Linked DNA regions of Mus musculus: region 2 is linked to region 1. A link is a contact called in public promoter capture Hi-C data. All regions are on one chromosome and are shown on one strand. Each heading gives the region's core, a stretch centred on a gene start, on an enhancer-like site or on the middle of the called end of the contact. The rest is flanking DNA. Distances are from core to core; before and after follow the strand shown.

The links. Capture Hi-C pulls out chosen DNA fragments and counts their contacts.
Region 2: a promoter capture Hi-C map of adipose tissue shows a contact between it and region 1. The contact joins two enhancer-like sites. A contact is called at or near these places in 10 of 39 promoter capture datasets (the C10 cell line, the HPC-7 cell line, cranial neural crest and 6 more), 1 of 15 datasets of contacts at CTCF or cohesin (the NIH/3T3 cell line), 2 of 484 Hi-C or Micro-C datasets (embryonic fibroblasts and forebrain), 15 of 115 datasets of contacts at active chromatin or transcription factors (SST interneurons, craniofacial prominence, differentiating embryonic stem cells and 11 more) and 5 of 9 other capture datasets (adipose tissue, embryonic stem cells, liver and 2 more).

Annotation. Positions count from the first base shown.
Region 1 is chr5:66,711,447-66,715,933 of GRCm38.p6, forward strand. No RefSeq gene overlaps it. Among named protein-coding and RNA genes, the nearest start is that of Limch1, 32 kb to the right of the region's middle. Within about 2 kb of position 1,820, at least 23 of the 459 cell types and tissues checked have an H3K27ac peak or open chromatin away from gene starts, as enhancers often do. A contact at or near this core is called in adipose tissue, where this site is marked.
Region 2 is chr5:66,978,073-66,982,535 of GRCm38.p6, forward strand. The region is part of intron 8 of Limch1 (LIM and calponin homology domains 1); the gene reads left to right. Among named protein-coding and RNA genes, the nearest start is that of Gm33040, 19 kb to the right of the region's middle. Within about 2 kb of position 1,614, at least 105 of the 459 cell types and tissues checked have an H3K27ac peak or open chromatin away from gene starts, as enhancers often do. A contact at or near this core is called in adipose tissue, where this site is marked.

The DNA of each region.
Region 1 (4,487 bases), core at 570-3,069:
AGAGGGATGGCTTCACAGGGAAGAGGAATTCTAACGTTTAAGCTCTACAGTCCACACACACACCAGTTCCATATGTAATTTATAAAAACAGAGCATTTACGAGGAAGCAAGAATATCTTTATGACGTTGGTGGAAGTAATAATTTCTCCAGCAGGACACGAAAGCCCAGACCACAAAGAAAATAATAAATTAGACTACAGAGAGACACAGTACTTTATTCACTGGAAGAGCCCACGGAGAGAATGAAAAGCCCACAATACGGGAGGAAAGTGTATTTCATGGAGCTGACAAAGGTGATCAGAGTGCACAACTAACTCCTAAGATCAAGAAGACAATCCAATAGCTAAACATAGGTCTTTTCACACTTAGGCAAAGTGCTCTATCTACGCTGTGTTCTGAGCTAAATATCCTCACAGGGTACTTGTCACACACAAAGGCTAGATCTTACCCACAAGATGAGGTCAAGAAACCAAATACAAAGGAGTGTCATCCATTCATAGAAAGGCCAGGAGCAAGCAGGGCTATTTTCATGACCATAGTGATTGCCTTTCACAAGGAAGGGCTTTCTTTAGTGGTGGGAAAGGGGCAAGAGGGCGCTTCTGAGCTCCTCTTCCCCCCCCCCCCCGCACCCCCCCCCCCCCAGACAGGGTTTCTCTATGTAGCCCTGGCTGTCCTGGAATTCACTCTGTAGACCAGGCTGGCCTCGAACTCAGAAATCCACTTGCCTCTGCCTCCCAAGTGCTGGGATTAAAGGTGAGCGCCACCACCGCCCGGCCCAGCTGAGCTCTTAATATTACATTTCTTGATCTGGGTACAGTATACAGGAATGTTATAATTTATGATCTGCACATGTGCACATATATTGCACACACACACACACACACACACACACACACACACACACACACACACAAACACTCCAAGAAAAGTTGATATTGCTGGGAATGTATATGTTTGTAACTCCAGCACTCAGGATTCAGAGGCAGGAAGAATTTTTTTTTTCCTTTTTTAGTATAGAATAGAGTTTATTTAGGGCATGGGAGGGGGAGTTGGGAAAGGAGGAGAGAGAGAGAGAGAGAGAGAGAGAGAGAGAGAGAGAGAGGAAGAGGAGGAGGAGGAGGGGAGGAGGGGGAGGAGAGGAGAGGAGAGGAGAAGAGAGGAGAGGAGAGGAGAGGCCGGCCATGAACACATGGAGCATGGAGAGAGGGGGAGGGGAATGGGGAGAGAGGGGTAAGAGGGTAAGAGAACAAGAGAGAAAAAGCAAGAAGATTCTTGTAAATTCAAGGCCAGGCAGGGCTACACAGCAAGAAGCTGTAGCCTGGGCAGGAGGAATGGACAAAGGAAGGGAGAGCGAGATGGAGATTTACTAAAACACTCCATGATTTAGATAAACAGAAGCTAGATTGGGAGACGACATTTGTGTTATTGCCGCTTGCCTCACAATCAGTCCAAAGCTTAGCAGCTGAGAACAACAAACACTTATTACCTCACAGTGTCTGAGGGCCAGGAATTTGGGAGACGATCAGGGTGTAGCTCCACTTAGGGTCTCTCTTGAGGTCACAGCTAACCCATTAGCCAGGGCTACAGTCATCTGAAAGCCTGACCGGGGCTGGAAGGTCCACACCCACAGCCCTGTGTTGTCCGCAAACTTGGGCTCTTGAGCCAGCTCGTCCTTGTGAGGGGCTCTCCACAGGCTGCTGAGTGTTCTCACCACAGGCTAGGGCCTAAGAAGGGAGCAGAAAGGATCAAGAGAGCCCTGCATGGAAGCCACAGGGTTTCTCACGGCCAGCTGTGGAAGAGTGTTAGCCCAATGCTTGCTCTCTGCTGTGGGAGCACAGTGAGGAAACACCAGCAGTCAGCGAGGGGGAGCCACCTTGCTGACTGGCTCCTAGAGAAGGTTTCATGTCTCATCTCTGTGACTAAATGCCTGACAGAAGCAATCTGAGGAAGACTCCTTTCCTTCCTCTCTCCCTCCTTTCCTTCCTCTCTCCCTCCTTTCCTTCCTCTCTCCCTCCTTTCCTTCCTCTCTCCCTCCTTTCCTTCCTCTCTCCCTCCTTTCCTTCCTCTCTCCCTCCTTTCCTTCCTCTCTCCCTCCTTTCCTTCCTCTCTCCCTCCTTTCCTTCCCCTCTCCCTCCTTTCCTTCCTCTCTCCCTCCTTTTGTGGGTGTGTAGAAATGTGTGTCACATGCGAGCCAATGATGGTGCCATACCAGAAGACACCGAAAGGGGGCGTCATATCCCCTGGCACTGGAATTACAGGCAGTTGTGATCCCCAGGAGTGGCTGCTGGAAACTGAATCCAAATCCTGTCGTGCTCCAGTCCCAGAAGTGACTTTTTTATTTTTTAATTTTTTTAGATTCAGGGGATTCAGTCCGTCATGGTGGTTGGGGGGGGGGGGGGGACGACGACGACGACGGGGAACAGGGCATCTGGAGTGGCTCAGCTGATGGGGTTCGGGTTCACCATGTTGTTTCTTATGCTAAGTAGATAAGGAAGCAGAGAGCCAGGGCTGGGCTATCAGATGCTGCCTCTCCTCTGCCAACCATGACTTGTATTGCAAAGACTCCCAAAGGCTACAAGCTGGGAACCCGGCATTCCAACACTCAAGCCTGTGGGAGGACATTTTTAATACAAACCATAATACTTCCACACCCATTTTTTTCTCTCTTAAATTACTAGGGGTATCTTTAGAAATTCTTAGGTCCTTAAACTTCCTGCCTCTCTGGTCCGCTGATGGGCTCAACTCTCCGACTGTTTTCCTGTCTAGTGAATCTTAGGCAGGACTTGCTGGAAGAGGAACAAATCCTCCCAAAGGGTATCTATGCTATGAAGATGTTTTTTTTCTGACCTGCAATCTCAGAAATTCTAGCTATCCTCTCTGTGCCTGGTACCTTATCTTAACTTGATCACCTGAAATGCTGCTGGGACAAACATACGTGCCATAACTGAAAGACGTTTTTCTGCTCAAACATAGGCACATTATCCCGACACCACAGTGGCTCACCCTCTTCTCTGCTTATTAGAATCCCCTGGGAAGCAGTTAAAGCTACAAATCCGCTAAGCCGGGTGTGTCTCTGTGCTCAGGACAGGCAGAGAGTCAGACAGGCAGAGCTCTGAGTATTTGGGCTAGCCTGGTCCATATAGCAAGTTCCAGGTGATCCAGCAGGTGGGACACAGCAAACCCCTATCTCAAAATAGAAACAAAATAACCAGGCCACCAAACAGAAAAGACAAAACAAAACCCAGTCCGTTTCCAGGTTTGCCAGATGACTGGAGTTTCAGAGCTGTTCTGCTCTTGCAGAAAGTGGAATCTGGTTTCTAGCACTCATGTCTGGTGGTTCACAGCTACCTGAAACTCTAGTTGGAAGGGAACTGACACCGCCTTGGACAGCGCACACATGTGCACAATTGAACCTCCTCCTGGAAACGTATACACACAATTAACTGGAAAAAAAATTGAAACACTAATTCCTGAATTCCCCTGAAGATCCACTGCTTCAGACCATCCAGAGACAGGCTCCCTAAATCTGCATTTTGAACATACTAAGAGCTGGGGAGATGGCTCAGCGAATGGAAGTGAGTGCTGAGCAGCCATGTAGACCTGAGTTCTGACTTTTGTATATATGCAGTGATGATGGTGATCAAGCCAGGTGTAGCTCCATGTGTTTGTGACCCCACTGCTGCATGGGTGGCAGACAGGAGGCTTGCTAAGGCTTACTGACCAGCTAGCTCAGGTGAAAAAGGCCAGAGCCAGGTTTAGTGAGAGACACTATCTCAAGAAAAGTGCCATATGACAGAAGAGGACATTGACAGTCTTCCTTTGGTTTAAAATGACGTACATGCACACACACACCAGAAAAGAGGGACTGAAAGAGTTGCCCCCACATCTAACAGTTGGTCCTGTGGTGGCGGCTGGAAACTATGGGCACACAGTTTTAGTATGTGGCTTTCACCACCTTCTTGGAGGGTCAGTTTCCACTCAGGGGAAGCTTTTTGCTCACAAGAGCCTGTTTCCTTTCCACTGCCATCTGACAGTGTGCTGAGTGAGCCAGGCTCCTCCACTTCTTTACACACCTCCATCTTCTGATGCCCCCAATCTTTGGTTCCCACTGTGTCAGCCATGAACTCGGAGTAGCCTGTCAGCACCACAGGCTTGTGGTCCGACCTGCAGAATTGACTTTATCTCCTGGGCCTTAGACTCCACTAAGAGGCCCAGTGACTCCTGGATAAGAGGACACATGGCCATCTTTTGACACAGCCAGGAAATCTCCCCACCCCCACAGGCAATGAAAGAACACAATGCCTTGTAGAGTCGCCTCTTGAGCATTCCAAGATTACAATGGATTGCACGAGCCAGGAGACTTCTCTCCTATGGGAAAACATTCAAGGCATGTGAAAACTCTTAAAAGCAAAATTTAAAAAACAAGTCCTTGTTTTTTCATACACTCCTAGGGCAAATATGTACTAGGCATCTCTGATCATAGCTAT
Region 2 (4,463 bases), core at 364-2,863, 270 kb after region 1:
AAAATTAACTACGAAGCAGAAGTGTGCAGGTTTGTTAATGTCACCACACCTCAGACTTTCTCACACAGTATTGTATTTAAAATCATGTTGATAAACAGCTATAAATATTCCTAGAGACTGTCCCCAATAGCAACACCGTGTATCTCTTCTAGTCACCATGACAAGCTCATTTGGCAGACAAGTTCTCAGTTTCTAGTTCACTCCTAAAAGCACATCCACCATGCCACATACATATGAAACACACACATGGCACATACACATGCACATGCCACATACACATGCACACACATACCACATGAACCTGCCACATGCACATGCCACATACACATGCACACACATACCACATGCACCTGCTACATGCACATGCCACATACACATGCCACATGCACATGCCACCAGCCCAGCATACCTACATTTTGTCACTTAACTTTGTTACAAGGCACAGTAGTCTTGACAGTCATTCTACGTTTACCCACACTTAAGGTTCTGTTTTTAATGTGGCAGAAAGTTGCTTAACTGGAATGAAATGCAAATCATGAAGGAAAAACAAAAACAAACAAAAAGCAAAAAACAAAAACCCAAGGACTCCCCTTGTGTGGAAAGTAAGACTATAAATCACTGAACTACACCAATGTCTCTCAAAGCCTTTGACCCCAAGTCTCTTGTTTGACATCCAGATGGATTCTGGCTGTCATAGTTTTGGACCTAGCTAGAAGATAAAGGGGCAGTGTCTCAATTGGGAAAGACTGTTTGTCCAGGAAGTGCTGTACAAGAAAGGGGCATACACAGTAACGGGAGGGGCCAACCTTTAAAGCCAGGCCACATTTCTGTCTCCTTCCCTGGGATCCCCACATGCCTAGTTGCATTACTTTTAAGCCAATGTGCACACAGAGCAAAGGTACAGGCATGTACACATGATGTTAGAAGCCTATAGGATCCACACTACTTGTGAAAAAATAAATCAGGAGGTTATCTAAGCATCAAGGAACAGAACGTAGGACTTCTCCATAAATGTGTGGCAGTTAATATTTATTAGAGTTTCCATAGAAATTTTTAAAAAGTATATAAACTGCTTTTTGTTCTATTTTATTTTATGACCATGTTAACTTAATTAAGCCTCCCCCATAAGATTCTGCAAAAGAAGCCAGATTTTTTTTTAAAAGAGGGTAAAATAAGAACCAAGATTCACTTCCCCTTAAATTAAAATACCATGGAGATTTGTGTTCTCTTATTTGGTGTTTCCCATTGGAGAAGTGAATTTTGTAACTGGATTCTAGGTTTCACGTGACTGTACTTCTTTCCTAATTATTTGCATGTGTTTCATCACTCACTGATCCTGCTAGTCTGTGGACGTTCCCGACCACGTAGTAATTAATGACAGAGGAGAGACAACTCTCCAGGGGACAATCGACATTTTAGAAATCTTCAGAGGGAGAGCAGATGTAGCCCGGTGCCAGCCACATACTCTTCTGTCCCTCTCTACCAGATGCTGGCTCCCTGCTTCTTTCATCAGATCCCCCAGTCTAGAGACCAGACAGGCATGACCCGGGTGACTCTGGATGTGTCTGCCGTGCCTGGAGACAGGGTAACGGGGAGGTTTCTGATGTTGCCCGTGACGTTCCCAAGAGAACGAACAGGCCTTTCTGGAGAGCCCAGTTTCTTTGAATAGAACCAACTCACTGCCAAGCCAAGCTGGCTACTCATTGCCAAGTAGAAGGGGGTGAAAGGGGATGCCAGCTCTCCCTTAGTATATTTATAGTGTGTGTGTGTGTGTGTGTGTGTGTGTGTGTGTGTGTGTGTGTGTGTGTGTGCTCTTAAGCATGCTGAGGCCAGAGGAGAATATCGTGTGTATTGTATTGGTGCCCCCTGTCTCTGCCCCTCACCCCAGCACTGAGTTAGCGTAGCTCCCACTTAAAGGCAAGTGTATAGTCACTTCCCCTTAAGGCGGCGCGGCACACTTAAAGCCAGGTCCTCTTGCTTGTGCAGCAAGGGCTCAGCTACAGAGCTCACTCCCCAGCTCTCCTCCTCCATTCGTTAGTTTTAACCATGACTCATATGCTTCGAAAAATATAAAGAAACCTTAGACAGGCTAAAACAAACATTTTCTCTGCCCTATCCCATGCACTGGGTCCTTAATCTCTCCTGTCCTTTTTCTTTTCCTTCTTTCCATTTTTTTTTTTAACATGAGGCTGGCAGGGTTGCCAGGTTATAAACTGGCTCTGCATTTCTCTGTAGCCTCAGCAGATCTTGACCTTGTGATCTTCCTGACTCAGCCTCCCAAGTACCCTCAGGTCCCACCAGGGTTCTGCATTTTAAATTACAAATGGGTTATATTCCTTCTAGTAAAACGTGTCCACCCATCAATTGCAACCCTACCAGTAGATGCAAGTCTAAACAGCCTGGCTCTGCTGCTTATGTACACTTAAAGTCATTTAGCTAAGTTCATAAAACTTGAACTAAGAACCTTACTATTCTATGCAAAATGGACACCGTAATTCCTGGTTTGTAGAGTTCTCATGGTCACCAGTCTACATATTAGCTGCTCAGATTTGTGGTTATTGAAAAAAAATAAAAATATACCAGAGTTTAGCAATAGGCTGTTTTTAAGGAATAAGTAACTCAGAATAGAAGTCATTGAAATCTTTTTGGTAAGTGTATACTTGTGACTATTCTTCTACATATCTGCCTTCAATGCATTTTTTACTTCATGGTCAGTAGTGCCAGCCAATAATCTACATCATTTTTCATCTCTCAGAGATGGCCACAAAGCTCTCAATTTAAAGAATTCATACAATGAGCAAGAATTACTCATAGTAACAGTTTTCCGGTTGGAGTAAAGATATTCCAGAGACGGGAATATCTTGAAGTGGCCATTGATAGAGAAACTTTATTCAGCATACATATCTAAATTGAGATCACTTGAAACGAGTCCTGCCACACTGGGCAGCTAGCCTAAAAAGAAACACTTGGGGAATTTGCAGACCAGCTGGGCTTGCAAGATGCATAGAAGGTACCAGATTCACGCTGCTCAAATTGGCATTGTATATTGGCAAGGCCATTTGCATACATGCTTACTTTTGATTTTAACAAATTCTTTCAGAGATGAAAGCCCAGGCCTCCTGGTCAAAAAGTAGAAAGAGTTTTAGTCTTAGACTTGGTTCATAATGATGACTGACTCCAAACTGGGGTGCAAGAATATGTGAGGTATGTAGGTGTGTGCTTCCTACTGAAAGGGCTTTGTAAGATATTAAATGCTGACCTAAATTGTGAGGTATGATGAATTAGCATTCTGCTACCATCAGTCTTCCGAATATTGTTGTGCAATGCAATTTACAACTCTATTCTAAGTACAACTCACAAAAAATCCCTTTATTTAGTTACCAAATTACTTCCCTTTCTCCTGATCTCATAGTCATGATAATGCCTTTTTTTTGTAAGATGCTCTGCTTTCAAAGCTGTTCCTGGCATTGTTGTTTGTCCAGTCAATAGCACAATGGTCTATTCATTGTCATAGAACAGAGTCCCTGGAACCAGCCTACCTTGATTTGTATTCGAATCTATGCACTAGCTGTTTGACCTTGTACAAATTTATTGGCCTAGACTTTCTACTTGATAAAATGAGGATGAGTGGATACATGCCATAGTCTATGCAATTTTAATGCTAGAATTACTACTTATCAGGAATTATACATAGTATATGTTCATTATCCACTGGCCAGCATCGGTATAATCAATTTGGTTTTGCTTAATGACTCTGAAGCAATTCAGTGATCTGTTGTTTTCTACTAACCGTTCTTCATAGCAATAGTTAACCAATCCAAGTTGATTTTTGCCAGACATGTCGACTAAGAATTCAGGGAGGAAAGTGAACACAGTCTAGGGAGGGACTAGGCAGAAGACTAAGAGTTGAGTATGCAGCTCTTTTAAGGGCAGGATTTAATACTTTTAATGATACATTTATTGAGAAGCAAAACATCAGACACACATTTGATTTAAAATCTTGAGATTTTTTTTAGATCAACAAGAGCAATGGCTAATAGTGAGAAGGTGTTATGACTATGATCAAGCATATTTCGATTTTCCAAAAATGAGACAGAAGGAGATCTGCTGTCACTAAAGTAATGACCTCCATTGGAACAATATGATACAAAGTAACAGCCAGGGGACCAACTAGTCAACCAGAATAGACTGTCTAATTGCTGACTCTGTCTTCAGCCAGGTCAATTCTTCCTGTCTTCATTCCTGACATGAGTTTGGCCTTTGAAGAAGACAAATTTATTCTTTACATTTTTAAGACATGTATTTAGCTTGTGTTTCCATACCTGTGTGTGTTTGCCTGTGTGTGTGTGCGTGCGTGTGCAAGTGCAAGTGTGCTATAGTGTGCATATGAAGGTCAGAGAACAATTTGTGGGAGTCAATTTTCTCCTTCTACCACATGGTTCCAGGAATCGAAAGGCTGTCAT